Linked DNA regions of Rattus norvegicus: all the other regions are linked to region 4. Evidence: chromatin contacts called from public Hi-C data. All regions are on one chromosome and are shown on one strand. Each heading gives the region's core, a stretch centred on a gene start, on an enhancer-like site or on the middle of the called end of the contact. The rest is flanking DNA. Distances are from core to core; before and after follow the strand shown. Region 1 holds the start of Rnf8 (ring finger protein 8). Region 2 overlaps Btbd9 (BTB domain containing 9). Region 3 overlaps Zfand3 (zinc finger AN1-type containing 3). Region 4 holds the start of Mdga1 (MAM domain containing glycosylphosphatidylinositol anchor 1).

Evidence for each region. A called contact is a pair of places that touch in the nucleus more often than the background predicts.
Region 1: a contact with region 4 is called in a Hi-C map of kidney, with 4 times the contacts expected there. The contact joins the promoter of Rnf8 here to the promoter of Mdga1 in region 4. A contact is called at or near these places in 10 of 12 Hi-C or Micro-C datasets (the A7r5 cell line, the Rat2 cell line, Schwann cells and 6 more).
Region 2: a Hi-C map of frontal cortex shows a contact between it and region 4, with 2.6 times the contacts expected there. The contact joins the enhancer-like site here to the promoter of Mdga1 in region 4. A contact is called at or near these places in 1 of 12 Hi-C or Micro-C datasets (frontal cortex) and 1 of 1 datasets of contacts at active chromatin or transcription factors (oligodendrocytes).
Region 3: a Hi-C map of Schwann cells shows a contact between it and region 4, with 2.5 times the contacts expected there. The contact joins the enhancer-like site here to the promoter of Mdga1 in region 4. A contact is called at or near these places in 2 of 12 Hi-C or Micro-C datasets (Schwann cells and mammary epithelial cells).

What each region holds. Positions count from the first base shown.
Region 1 is chr20:7,682,404-7,685,502 of GRCr8, reverse strand. Rnf8 (ring finger protein 8) reads right to left here and starts at 1,538. Exons shown (of 8, transcript NM_001025727.1): 1 at 1,344-1,538. The coding sequence starts at 1,454.
Region 2 is chr20:8,365,317-8,368,611 of GRCr8, reverse strand. All of the region lies in intron 8 of Btbd9 (BTB domain containing 9), which reads left to right. Among named protein-coding and RNA genes, the nearest start is that of Btbd9, 270 kb to the left of the region's middle. Within about 2 kb of position 1,376, at least 1 of the 93 cell types and tissues checked has an H3K27ac peak or open chromatin away from gene starts, as enhancers often do.
Region 3 is chr20:8,274,024-8,277,263 of GRCr8, reverse strand. The region is part of intron 5 of Zfand3 (zinc finger AN1-type containing 3); the gene reads right to left. Among named protein-coding and RNA genes, the nearest start is that of Zfand3, 190 kb to the right of the region's middle. Within about 2 kb of position 1,678, at least 5 of the 93 cell types and tissues checked have an H3K27ac peak or open chromatin away from gene starts, as enhancers often do. A contact at or near this core is called in Schwann cells, where this site is marked.
Region 4 is chr20:7,964,307-7,967,314 of GRCr8, reverse strand. Mdga1 (MAM domain containing glycosylphosphatidylinositol anchor 1) reads left to right here and starts at 1,481. Exons shown (of 17, transcript NM_001414944.1): 1 at 1,481-2,744. The coding sequence starts at 2,678.

The DNA.
Region 1 (3,099 bases), core at 289-2,788, 280 kb after region 4:
CTTCGCTGTGAAAATACTTTTTCCCTGGTTCAAGTCACAAATCCCTATGTTTGTCTCTCAACTGAGAATTATACAGCTTATCAGAAATTCTAACCTTACCAATTCACTGAATGTAACTTAGATGATCTCTTAGGGTTACTATTCTTGCCAAGGAAACACCATAACCAAAAAAGCAAGTTGGGGAGGAAAGAGTTTATTCAGCTTACAGTTCTGAATTGAAGAACATCATCAAAGGAACTTAGGGCAGGAACCTGGAGACAGGAGCTGATGCAGAGGCCATGGAGGGTGCTGTTTACTGGTTTTCTCAGCCTGCTTTCTTATAGAACCCAGGACCACCAGCCCAGGGATGGCACCACCACTATCCATCATTAATTAAAATGCCTTACAGACAGATCTTATGGGGGCATTTTCTCAATTAAGTTTCCCTCGTTTCAGATGACTCTAATTTCCGTGCCAACTTGACATAAGACCAGTCAGCACACAGGACCAAACATTCAGTACTGCACCCCAAGGGTTTCTACATTGCAAGCTCGTCCCTGACCCAGTTCCCTTTCCAGAACTGATTACAAGGACGCAGTCCGCCCCAGCACCTCCCTCCCGCCTATAAACTGTGCCTCCCCTTTTGGCCTTTGTTTTTAATTTTGCATGTATGGAGCTGAAGATACATTTGGTAGAGTGCCTGCCTTCCAAGTACGAGACCCTGGGTTCGGGATACAGCACCAGCCCCTAAAGTTTGCATTATCAAATATTGTGAGCAGTTTCTGGAGAGAAGGCTAACCCACTTCGGGACTCTGGGAATGCAACCGTGGTCCACGCCGGCTCGCCAATTACCCTCGGAGATGGAGTGGAAGACTTTATTTATTTACATATTTTACATTACAGTTCGAGGGTTTTAAGCAAGCTACCCTTAAACTCGCGATCGCACTTAAAATCAACTCCGAGAGTCTACGCAGTCCATCTTCAGACTCCCTGGGCAGGCTCCCCATCCTTTGGAGTCAGTGGGGACGCCTCTGCCTCAGTTTCCCCGTCTCAGCTGGGTCACCGCAAGACTCTAAGAGACCCTTAACGGGGACCGTGCCTGTTCTCGACCCCATCCTTCTCCTCGCTGGCAGGCCCGCGTCCGTTACAGCGGCTCCCGCACGGGCCCCGCTCCCGCGCAGCCGCCCTCCAGCCCCGACCTCAAGCCGCGGCCTCGCCTGGCCTCGCGGCCGGGTCCCTCCAAGCCCTGAGGTGGCCTGGAGCCCGCTGAGGCCTCGGCGCCTCCGGGCAGGCCGGATCGGATGTGCGCGGCGCCGCTCCTCAGCCTTCCCGCTCCCGTAGCCTGCCAGGCCGCTCGCTCTCACCTCACTCCCAGCCTCCAGCTGTAGCCACTCGCGGTCCATCCCCAGCCGCCGCAAGCACCAGCTCCGGCGGGCCGCGAGCTGCCCCGAGACCAAGGGGTCGGGCTCGCCCATAGCCCGCTCGGCACCGGGGCAACTTTCAGTAACCAGCCAAACTCCAGCCTGGGCTCCGATCGCTTCCGAGGCGCCTCTCGCGCACCATACCTAAACACCAGACAGAAGCAATCGCCCGGAGATCGGTGGCGCGGCGAGCGCGGGCCCGCCCCTGGGCTAGGAAGGCAGGCATTGCGCGTGCGCAGCGGGAGGGCGACGGCGGCGGAGGGCGGGGAGAGCGCAGGTATTGAGTCCGAAAGGGCGGGCTTAAAGTCTTCTGCTGACCTACCTCAGCCAGGGCCTCCGAGTGAGGTTGTGTCTCCCAACCCCCAAAACCGTAAAATGTAAATCATAGGGCTTGGAGGATGGCTCAACGAGTAAAGTTGCTTGTTGCCAAGCGTCGAGTCAAGAGTCCGATGCTCAGGCTTCACCTACGTGGTGGCAGGGGGAAACTGACTCTTCAAATTGGCCTCTTGACCTCCACATGCGCGCCTAGCGGGTTTGTGTGCCCACACGAATAAACACCTAAATTATAAAATCGTAGTAAATGACAAGAGGCACTGTCTTTCCTTGGGTTTGTGAATATAATGACTTTCCCAATATCTTCCTCCCCCGAGCTCTCCAAAGCTATTACTACCCCAGAAGCTGCATCAATGAACTGGAACCTCTGATTTCCACCCCACCACCCCCTTTTTTCTTTGGCAGGGTGTGATGGAGGACGAGGAATTCAAGGGCATCCACCGCTATGCAATGAGTTAAGAGGCCAGCCTGGGATATGAGACCGTGTCACCAAAGCAAAAATTGCTTCATAACTACATTTTGATGGTGGCCATAACTATTTTATTTGATTTATAAAACTCTGATCATTTTAAAGTTGATTTGGTCTAGTTACTATTTAGCCTCTCTCTCTCTCTCTCTCTCTCTCTCTCTCTCTCTCTCTCTCTCTCTCTCTCTCTCTCCATGACCTCATTTTGTTAATGAATTTTAAAAAATTATACCAGGCAAATCTGTAGAGATGGATCACATTACCTGGGGCTCATGGGGGGGGGGGGTAGAGAATGAATGGGAATGGCCTTGAAGGGGCTGGGGAGAGGATACTCTCCCTCATCTCTCCACCCAGGAGTTTGGTTGTTGTTGTTTAATGTCTGCATTATAGGTGTTTTGCCTGCGTGTATGCCTCTGAGCCAAGTGCATGCCTGATGCCTGCAGAAGAAGCCAGTAGAGATTGTTGGATCCCCCTAGAACTGGAGTTCTGGGGTCCTGAGCCACCATGTGCGTTCTGGGAACCAAACCCATGTCCCCTGGAAGAGCAGCTCATCTTAATCGATGTGCCATTTCTCATGCCTGCCGTTTTTTTGTTTGTTTGTTTGTTTTGTTTTTTTCTTTCTTTTATCTCTGTGAAAGTACGGAGGTGGTTTGTGTGTGACCAGCTCCCTGGACTTGAGAGTGGACTGGAGGCTACTGTAGCACAGTGAGGCAATACAGACTACAGAACCCGGCTTCGTGAGTTCCAATCCCAAGCCTACTATTTACTATAGGTGCTGAGGAAGCTATTTGACTGCCCCACGCCTTAGTTTCCCAACTTGTAAGATGAAAACTGTAGCTAACATTTGCTACTTTGTGGGTTCTTTCTTCCACCCTTCACACCCATTCAACTCCCTAACAC
Region 2 (3,295 bases), core at 127-2,626, 400 kb before region 4:
CTGTTTTACACTAGCTTGGAAAGAACTGTTTTGTAATTGATATGTACATGGAGTAGTGTAAGTAAAATGCCCTTGGTGCTTTAAATAACAAACTTAACTGTAAGTAAATAGGCTGCCTAAGGAGGTCTTGTGTCAATAGATGGAGCTGAATAAGCCCAGGTTAAGGAGTTAATGACACCAGAACACTGAGTCCTCAGTTGGAATATATACGTGTATACATATGTGACACGGTTAAGACTGAAGGCGGTAGCTCAGAGGATACACTTTGTTATTTTAATTTATTTATTTTATGTATGTGAGTGAGCACACTGTAGCTGTCTTCAGTCACACCAGAAGAGGGCATCAGATCTCTTTACAGATGGTTGTGAGCCACCATGTGGTTGCTGGGAATTGAACTCAGGACCTCTGGAAGAGCAGCCCATGCTCCTAACCACTGAGCCATCTCTCCAGCCCTAGAGGGTATTCTTGGTGGGTTGTCATCACCTCTTCAGTCTGTGATGAAGCTCTCTTTATTTTTCAGTGGGGGAAAAACCCCACGCACAGGTCTGCCCCCTGTACGAGATAATCTAGCACAGGACGACTGAAGCGCGGTTTGTGCCCGCAGTGATTGCACACGGGTGAAAACAGTAGCGAAGGAAAAAGGAAGCGTGGAAAGAAAGGCTCGCTCGTGTGGCTGTGGCCTCCTTGGATCCTGTTTTCCTTTCCCTCAACAGTTGGATCCATACTGGTTCACTGCCCTTCCATTGTTGGACAGTTCTGCCCCCCAGAGGCCACCTCTTCAGGCGGTGGGCCCCGAGACCCCCTTTGATATTTTCCTCCTTTTTGCCACTCACCACCCTGGCAGAGCATTCTTCATCCTCTGTGTCCTAAGGGAGCGGCACAGAAGAGAAAAGGAGGAGTCAGAGGCCATTACACTTTATCTCTTATTAATGCCTCTAAATGCAGGTTTTATTCGATAAGGGCGGGTAGAGAAATTGACGTTTGGCTCAAATAACAGTCTATAATTATTTAAATATTTTCTATGTATGGAGGTATGAAAATAGAGGATCACAGAAAATCTCAAATTGAAAATGGGATTTTTTAATATACGTTTTCTTCAGTGCTGTGACAGACTTGGTCTCTAGCTCTGGGTACAGCACTGGGTGTGCTCCATGACTCGTTGACGGCACTGACAACGCTCTTGTGTTACTGCAACTAAAGGGAGTTCTGTCTGTCACCTAAATGTGACATCATATTTGTTCAGTGTGGTTGACCTAAGTGTATGTGAGGAAACTGCGAAAGGCCTGGCCCTGCAGATGACCGAGAAGATGCTCGGGAGGAGGGCGCAGGCATCAGCACCCGCATCAGCACCGGGAAGGCCGCCTGCCGCCTCATCTAGTTCTGTTTCCATTTCATCCTGTCTGAGCGCCGCTGGGGCAGCAGCACATCCATTTACATTAAGACAGCCTTCTTTGCAACCTCAAGAGCTAGAAATTTCCTTTTTATAGTCTGAAGAATACAGCTAGCATCCAGATATATGACTCCTCGGCTTCAGATTAAGATTGCCTATAATTCTAGTTGAAATTGGAAAGATATTTTACAAAATTTGCTTCCTATCAGTCAGGCTGAGCATCGTCTGTCATAGCCCCGAACTGAGAAATTCTTCCTTGTCTTGCTGGTCTGTGATTTATTGACTAAGTGTTGTTTCTCCCCGAGCCCATCTGCATCACGCTGACGTCGCCTCATCACCCACAGACCTCAGCACTGTGAGTTCCAGAAAAATCCTAGAGTAAGAATTAGATCTGGGGTTCCAACAGATGCTGGAGCGTGAACCGTGTGAACATGCAAAGGCCAGAAACCCTGGAGCCTGGCAGCACAGAGCGTGGGGGCACAGTAAATAGACACTAGCGTCTTCCAGGGTAGAGAAATTTCTAGAGCAAAGTGAATTACTATGGCAACTAAGTTGCATGTGAAAAACAGAAGAGGGGTGCAACTCAGACGTTCTCTGGTGGAAACGCAAGAAAGGTTAAATGCCAAAAAAAAAAAAAGTGTTTATGTGTGTGATTTACCTCACATGTCAGCCATTTATCTCTCTTGAGTCACAGGGGAACTTGACAGCTAGTCATCACATACACAGCTAGATAATGTGAAGAATCTTTTACTTGTCAAAGATTAGCCCATCAAGAAGACATTTTTATAGACAATTTAACCACCTTTGACGCCCCCTCCCAAATTTCATGCACAAACACATGCTTTGTTAATTATCTGGAGTTGTTGGTTAACTCCTCTAAAGTGCCCATTCGGTCTTAGTTTGCTCTCAAAGATTAAATGAGTACCGTGCATTAGCTCTGGATTCTGGGGACCCCACCATGTCCTGGTCTGCTTGCTGCCCACTGCTCCCCCAGTGTAGGCCTCACAGTGTCCTAGAAATGTGGCAGGGCTGATGGAAGAACTTTCAGGAAACGGACGGACATCTCTGCAGATTCAGTTGATGGGATTGCTTCAGTGCAGCTTTTGAGTCTTGAGTGACTTCAGCTGCTCTGAAAGTCACAAAAAGTCACAGCTACTTCACCTCAGCCCTAAAAGCCCAGATCAGTTCGTCTGCCTTTGGAAGCCTTCACGTTTCTCAGGTACCTTTAGTCAAAACCACTTTTCCCTCTGGCAGCTCAAGTGTTCCATGTTTTTAATGTTTCGGTGTCTTAGCAGCTCTCAGCATCACATTGTGCTTTCCCAGGCCTCCCCTGCCTTGCTGTCTTGTATGTGTTAGGCTTAGCCCCTTGTAAAAGCATAGCCACAGAGGTACTTGCTAAAAGTGTTCTCATAACTAGGTAAGAAATGAACTCCTCAGACCAAGAAGGCCTTGTGCCTGTTCCTCTTGCCTGACCCTCTGCCGCCTGCACTCCACACCATAGAAGTGGCGAGAGGGCTGCCTGTGCCTAGCAGCCTTTCATCTCCCCCCTCCAGGACACTTGGGGCTTCACTCCTGCTGAGGAGTCTTTCTGCTATGCTGCCTCTTTCCTGATGGATCGGGTTCAGCATGAGAGGGATCAGTTACTAGATAAATGCAAACTGTGTGCTTGCGTCTCCCAGGGCCTTCTTTCCTAGCTTGCCCTTGAGTCCTCATGGGAGGGATTGTCTTTCTCCCTTCTGAACCTGCGTCCCTCAGCGATGACATTGGTGGTCTTGCACTGTGACTCCTGTGATCCAGCACCCCTCAGGATGGCCTGTTTCCTCAGTTTATTGTTCAGGAATGGCCATTTCTCCTGCTTGCCATGCCTCCCAGTAGCTCTTTTTATGTTTAATATGTGGGTGTTTT
Region 3 (3,240 bases), core at 429-2,928, 310 kb before region 4:
ACTCCAGTCCTGCCATGATCTTTCACCAGGCACAGGCCAGCTACCGCAGTCTGGTGCTGCTGGGAGCGGCGCGCCCTGCACTGTGGGTAAGTGCGGACAGGGAGGTAGGTGGAATTTCATTTTAAAACAAAAGAAACTGTGAAGTTTCTTACAAGAAAGGGCTGGAGATGAGCACAGGCAGAGCAGATGGAGTAATCGATCTGAACCTTCCCTTCTTGGGGACACAGACCTGTTTCCAAAAACTGCTGTGGGGACCGTGAACTCTACATCACTGGAGATGGCCGTTCTTGAGTGACAAAGGACCTGAGGTTACTCCCTGCTTTCAGCTGGGCTAGCCTTGGCATTTCTCTAAGTCACTCATGAGAAACTAGAAGGCAAGGCAGGAGGCCTGCAAGTTCTAGGGTTCTCAGAAACAGAGGCAGGACAAACGCGATTTGGGTCCTTTCTTGAAAAAGACCCCAAAAAGTGCCACCAGATGGGTGGAGAATCAAGCGACAAAGCTGTGAAATCATCGATGCCTCAGGTGAGACTCACTCCTGTCACCCAGGGGTCATCACAGAGCCCCACACCCCTTCTCAGCCGCATGCAGATGAAAAGCACTGCGGTGTGCGGGCTTGCCCTCACCCACCCAGCTCGGTGGGTGTCTCTTCACTTACTGGCTTGGGTGGGCAACATAGGACACGCCCTGCATTAAAAAAGGAGGACCAAGCACAGCTGGCCCTCTAAGCCCACCCCACAGGCTGCACCCTTTTCTCTACGTGGACCAGCCACTGTCCCCAATCCTGAGACCACTCAGAACAGGGATGGAGAGCTAGAGAGGACCGAGCACACATGTACCATTCCTATGACCTATGGTGTGGGCTGGGCGGTCTCCAGAGGGGCTGGGTAACCTGAGAAGACCCCATCAACTCAGCAGACAGCACTAGGAAGGCAAGTGGCCACACCATGCAAGTCTACCTTCTACAATGAAACCTGCATGAGGAGAGAGCAGAGGCCACCAGTTGAGTCACCGTGAACGCAGAAGTGGGCTGCAGTGAAAATGGCTCCGTGGTTAAAAGCACACACAACAAAAGACGGCCTGGGTTTGCTTCCCAGCTCCAACTATGCCAGCTCCTCACTGTCCACAGCCCCTGTTCCACAGCCTCCAATGCCTCCTCCTCATCGCTCTAAGTGCAGCCACGCACGCATGCGAGAAGTGGAAGGAGAAGCCAGAGGCCCAGCATGGAGCTCTCAGACATCTGGATTCAGACACAGAACACACGGCTCTAGCCAGCCCCATGCCACAGATGTGACTGATGTGTGAAACTGCCATCTGCTGGGATGCAGACCTCTCCTCACCCTACAGCCTTGAGCACTCAAGCCAAAGCTCGCCCTCTTAATCCAGGCGCCCTCAACCATAGCTGATGCTCCCAGGAGGCGACAGTCCACCCTGGACACTGGGAACAAGCATGGGCACCACAGCAGCAGGCAGGCCCTGGCCCTAAGTGTTCCAGCAGCAGCAGCAGCAGCAGCAGCAGCAGCAGCAGCAGCAGCAGCAGCAGCAGGAGCAGCAGCAGCAGCAGCAGCAGCAGCAGCAGCAGCAGCAGCCCTTGTTCTGCTCCTGTGAAACCCTGACCACAATCATTGCCCAAGGGGCACCTGACTGTCACCCAAACCAGTGCGGAGGCGGCCTGGGGCAAAACAGCGCAGCCAGCTCACAGTTCCCTGCGGCTGACCACGGGTCAGTCTGCCTTTTTCTGTGAGCCATTGAGAGCAACAAGATGGCAGTCGAACCCACACTCCTCAGTGTCTGCACTTAACCCACACCCAGCAGAAGCTGCGGACCAGCTTCATCATAGAGTAAAGTCAGCTGACCCAAGTAGCGCTGGCTCTCGGTTTTAATTAATTAGGCACTTGCTTTCCTGAACACCTCCCACTTGAAAGCCCAGACACGCTGTTTTATTAAAGACAGGGATGGGACAAGGCTCAGCGCAGCCACTCGGGGTTTCTACCTAACGTGTACACTTCCCTCCCTGCTCATCTGAGTTTCAAATGTGAGCGGCTCAAGCAGATCTGAACACTGAGGAGGCTGAGGACCAGACATGCAAATGGCTCTGCGGGTGTGCGGTGTGAGCGAGCAGCCAGCAGCCGGAAGAGGACACGGAAGAGGACACGGAAGAGGACAGGACAGCAGCCCAACCCTCCGAGGTCCCAGACTTCGGTCACTCACTCCACTTCTGAATCAGGCAAGCGGAGCCTATGCGTCCCCTTAAAACTTGGTGAGGGCCATCTCCAGACCACAGCGCTGCAGGGATCAGATACGGTATCTAAAGAGTCATTTTAGATTAATGTACTGGGGATGTAGCAACCCCTCCCCATGGCATAAATCCAAGCACAGTGCCACTGCCCATAATTCCAGCAGCTTGGAAGGTGTTAGAGGATCAGAAGTACAAAACCATCCTGGGCTACATGAGACAAAAAACAAAACAAGGTTAATTAATGTCCCTGACCTCTGTATCTAAAATGACCAAGAAGCTCCTTGGAAAACCAAATCCTATCTTCCCAGCAAGGAAGTTTCTTCAGCCTCGGGACAGCTCACCCGTCCCAGCTCGCTCACAAGGGCGCGTTGGGAACACCAGGTGGTCAGCTCCACTTGCCGGAAAGCGTCAGCCATGCACACACCACCAGCGGGAATCCCTAGACTACATCCCATCCGCTGACCCAATGCCCACAGCAGAATCATCAGCTGCACACGGAAAGCAGCTGCGGGGGCTGGGCATGGACTGTATCTGCTTCGCACTTTCCTCCAGCCCTGGCTTCACATGCGAGAGGGAAAGTCATCATCCAAGAACCAGAACGGGATGGAGCACGGATCGAGTGCTCAGAGGTCACCTGCCAGGGCCCCAGACCCAGAGCTCTCATCTGTGCTTGCCCATGCTTTGTGATGTCACCCTTTGGAACTTCCCTCCTCACTGGCTAGGACCCTGCATGAAGTCCCACTGGCACCCGGTGCTGAGCCCCTTACAGAAGAGCTCCAGCTCAGGTATCAGACTGCAGATTCCACAGGCTCTGCAGTCCTGGCTCAGAACAGAACCTCGGTCCTCCTGGGCCTCCACGACTGACTTCATCTTTCTGCCTCATAAAGGCGACTGCCCACCCAGCTGGGATTCACGCTAGACCCCAGATTCCTCCCCTTCCCTTCTCCTCACACGGACCTCACTATCATCACGAGTGGTTTCTTAGACAAGCTCTAAACCACAT
Region 4 (3,008 bases), core at 232-2,731:
TGCCCAGGAGGGCCAGAGGAGGAACATCCCGGTGGGGATGGGTTTGGTAAAGGAGGGGTTTGTTATCAATATTTTTAATGTATACGCTAATTTACATGCAAGAGAATCAATTCTTTTGGGTGAATGAAACAGGTCTTTGAGTTCGGACAGACGCCTCAAGTCGTGGATCCACCATCGCAGCCTATCCTGAACAGGATCCAACCTCCGAGCTTGTTAGCTGCTGCGGCTGTCCGCGCTCCCACGGGCCCCTCTAGTACAATCTCTGCGCTCACGGCGAGATAAATAACGGCGACAGGTGGAGCAGGTGAGATTAGCAGGACCCGGGTTGGAGGGAGGACGCGATCAGAGGCGCCGCCCGGGTGGTAGCGCGCCTCTCTCCCCAGCCCACGCCCCTCCCCAAGGGCGTCTGGAAGGAACTACGTCTTGGTCACGGCTTCAGGGAGGGCCGGGTTAAGGTGACGGAGTCTCGGAGTGGGGAGAGACTCAGGCTTCCCAGCTTGGCTGCGGGAAGCGCGTGCACCCTAGGGCACTTGGCCACGCCTGAGGTCTCACGGGTAGGCAAGGTTTGAGAGAAGCAGGCTGAAGGGGACACTGGGTGTCCCTGTAGAGCTCTGACACTGGGGTCTTGCTGGCAAACCTGTTGGCAACCTGTGGGCCGGAGCTAGGACACGAGCTATAAGCGCGTCCTCCTCCTCAGCGGCTCTGGCAGTGGCCCGGCGCCCGACCCGGGGAGCGGCCGAGGCAGCTTGGAAAGGGCCTGAGGCTCTGCCAGGGGCGGGTGGTGGTGGAGGTGGCGGGATTCCCAAGCCGAGCCAACATCCCTGCAGAGCGACAGCAGGCAACCGCCTCTCGCGCCAGCTCTGGTCTAGGAGAAGCAGACGCCTCGGCCTTTCCTTCCGATCCTGGGCTCCAGTACCGCCTTCTCCAAAGTGCAAAACATTCATAAGTGTCCAGTGCCCTGCAGGCTTGGGTCTCCGCAACCAGTCGCCGCTGCCTGCCCGGAGAGCGTGCGGCGGCGATCGTTTGCATCCGGCCCGGGGTTTGCCAGCCTGGGCTGTGCAAGGGCGGGCGGAGAGCGTGTGCGAGTGCGCGGCTGCAGAGCCCGCGCCGAACCCACGTTCCCGCTACTGTCCTCGGGATAGATGGATCCATTGCTGCTTTCTGACATTTTTCTGCCAGGGGGCTGGTGGGGGAGGCGGAGATAGGGAGAGAGAGATGGGGGGCGGAGAGAGAGAGAGAGGAGAGAGAGAGAGAGAGAGAGAGAGAGAGAGAGAGAGAGAGAGAGAGAGAGAGAGAGAGAGAGAGAGAGACTGCTTCCCCCAGCCCTGTTTTGTTTTCTCTAATTGGTCCTGGGGGAAGCAAGGAAATTGGACAGAGGCTGGGCCGGGCGAGCTGGGCTGCCTTTAATTGGCTCCTTTTTTTTTTTTTTTTTTTTTTTAACTGGAGGGGAATCAAACAGGAGAGCGAGCGACAAAGGGTGGGAGAGCGAGAGACCGATCGCGGAGATGGGAGGAGGGAGAGAGGGAGGAGGGAGAGCGGGAGGCGGGGTGGTGGTGGTGGGGAGGTGGAGGAAGCGCGGAATGAAAAGCTCGGAGGGACCAGAAAGCAGCACAGCGAAGCCCAAGTTGCCGAGCGAGCGGAGCGCTCCCGCGGCCCCGGAGCCCGAGTGGCCGCCGTGCCCGGGAGCCTGGCCCGGCCCCGCCCGCTGGGGCCCCCTCGGCCCCAGGCCGCCGGGAGGGGGGCGGGGACGCCCAACTTGGGGCGCGGCGCAGCCCCGCTCTCCCGAGATCGCGGAGCCCGGGAATGCCACGGCGGCGGCCAGACGGCGGGAGAGGAGCGGGGAGAGAGGAGGCGGCGGGCGGCTCCTGAGCCCAGGCCTCCGCAAGAGCGCGAATTATTTTCAAAGGACTCAAACTTTCCTCTTTCCCTTGCTGGCTGTGGTGCCTCTTGCTTTGGAAACGTTCTCCGGATTCCCGCGGGGGCGCCGGGACGCGATCACCTCCCCCGGATTCCTCGGCGGCGGCTCGGCTAACTTCGCGGACTCGGAGACGCGGAGCGCTCGCCCCGCGGCGGAAGCCAGTCCTCGCTGCTCCGGCGCTTCAGAGGACCGGGACCCGGGCGCCCTCGCCTCCGGGAAGGGCGCTCAGCCCCGCTCCCCTGGGTCGGGCTGCGGAGCCCTCCACACCTACTGCAGGACTGGAGCCAGCGGATTAACCATAGCAGAGACCCGGCCTCCTGGCCTGGCTCCGCCGAGGGGCGTCCCCTGGGCGGGGAAACCACAAGTTTTGCCAGGCATCGGTGGCCTGTTGGATCCGCGCGCGGCCGCCACAGCAGAGAGGTCCCTCGCGCTCAGCACGCTGGGCGGACAGCCCTGGGAACCCAGGACTGCTCGGTGGCCGAGCTTTCTGGGCCAGGGAGCTGGTTGCTGCGCCCGGTGCGCAGAGGCATCAAGGTCTGGGCCAGCGCCCCCTGCGTCTCCACCCGGGCAGCCGCCCTATGGAAAGAGAACGGAGCCGAGTCGCGGTTTGCTTAGACTCCTAGTCTCGGTCGCCGCCCTCTCCTTCGCGTCTCAGGGAAAAGGAGGGAACGCAGAGGGCATCGCGGTGCCCCGGCGGATGCGCCCCCCGCCGCCTCTCAGGCTGCGCCGCCTCGTGGGGATGAAGCACTGGCCGTGAAGATGGAGGTGACCTGCCTTCTACTTCTGGCGCTGATCCCCTTCCACTGTCGGGGACAAGGAGTCTACGGTAAGAGCCAGCGTCCCGCTCCACCCTGGCGGAGCCGCGCGGAAACTTTACAAGATCTTGCTCAAAGTGCGCGCTGCCTGGGCTTGGTGGAACCCTGGGCTTGCACTCTAGAACGTATGGTCGCGTCTCCGCCCTCGCCTGGGCGCCAGGAGACCGAGCAGGCTGCTCCCGAGCCCAAGAACCGGTCCTAGTGTATTAGCGTGAGGCTGGGGAATGCCAGGGTGAGATCTCGGCTTTCCGAAATCTTTCCAGGGGCTGGAGAGA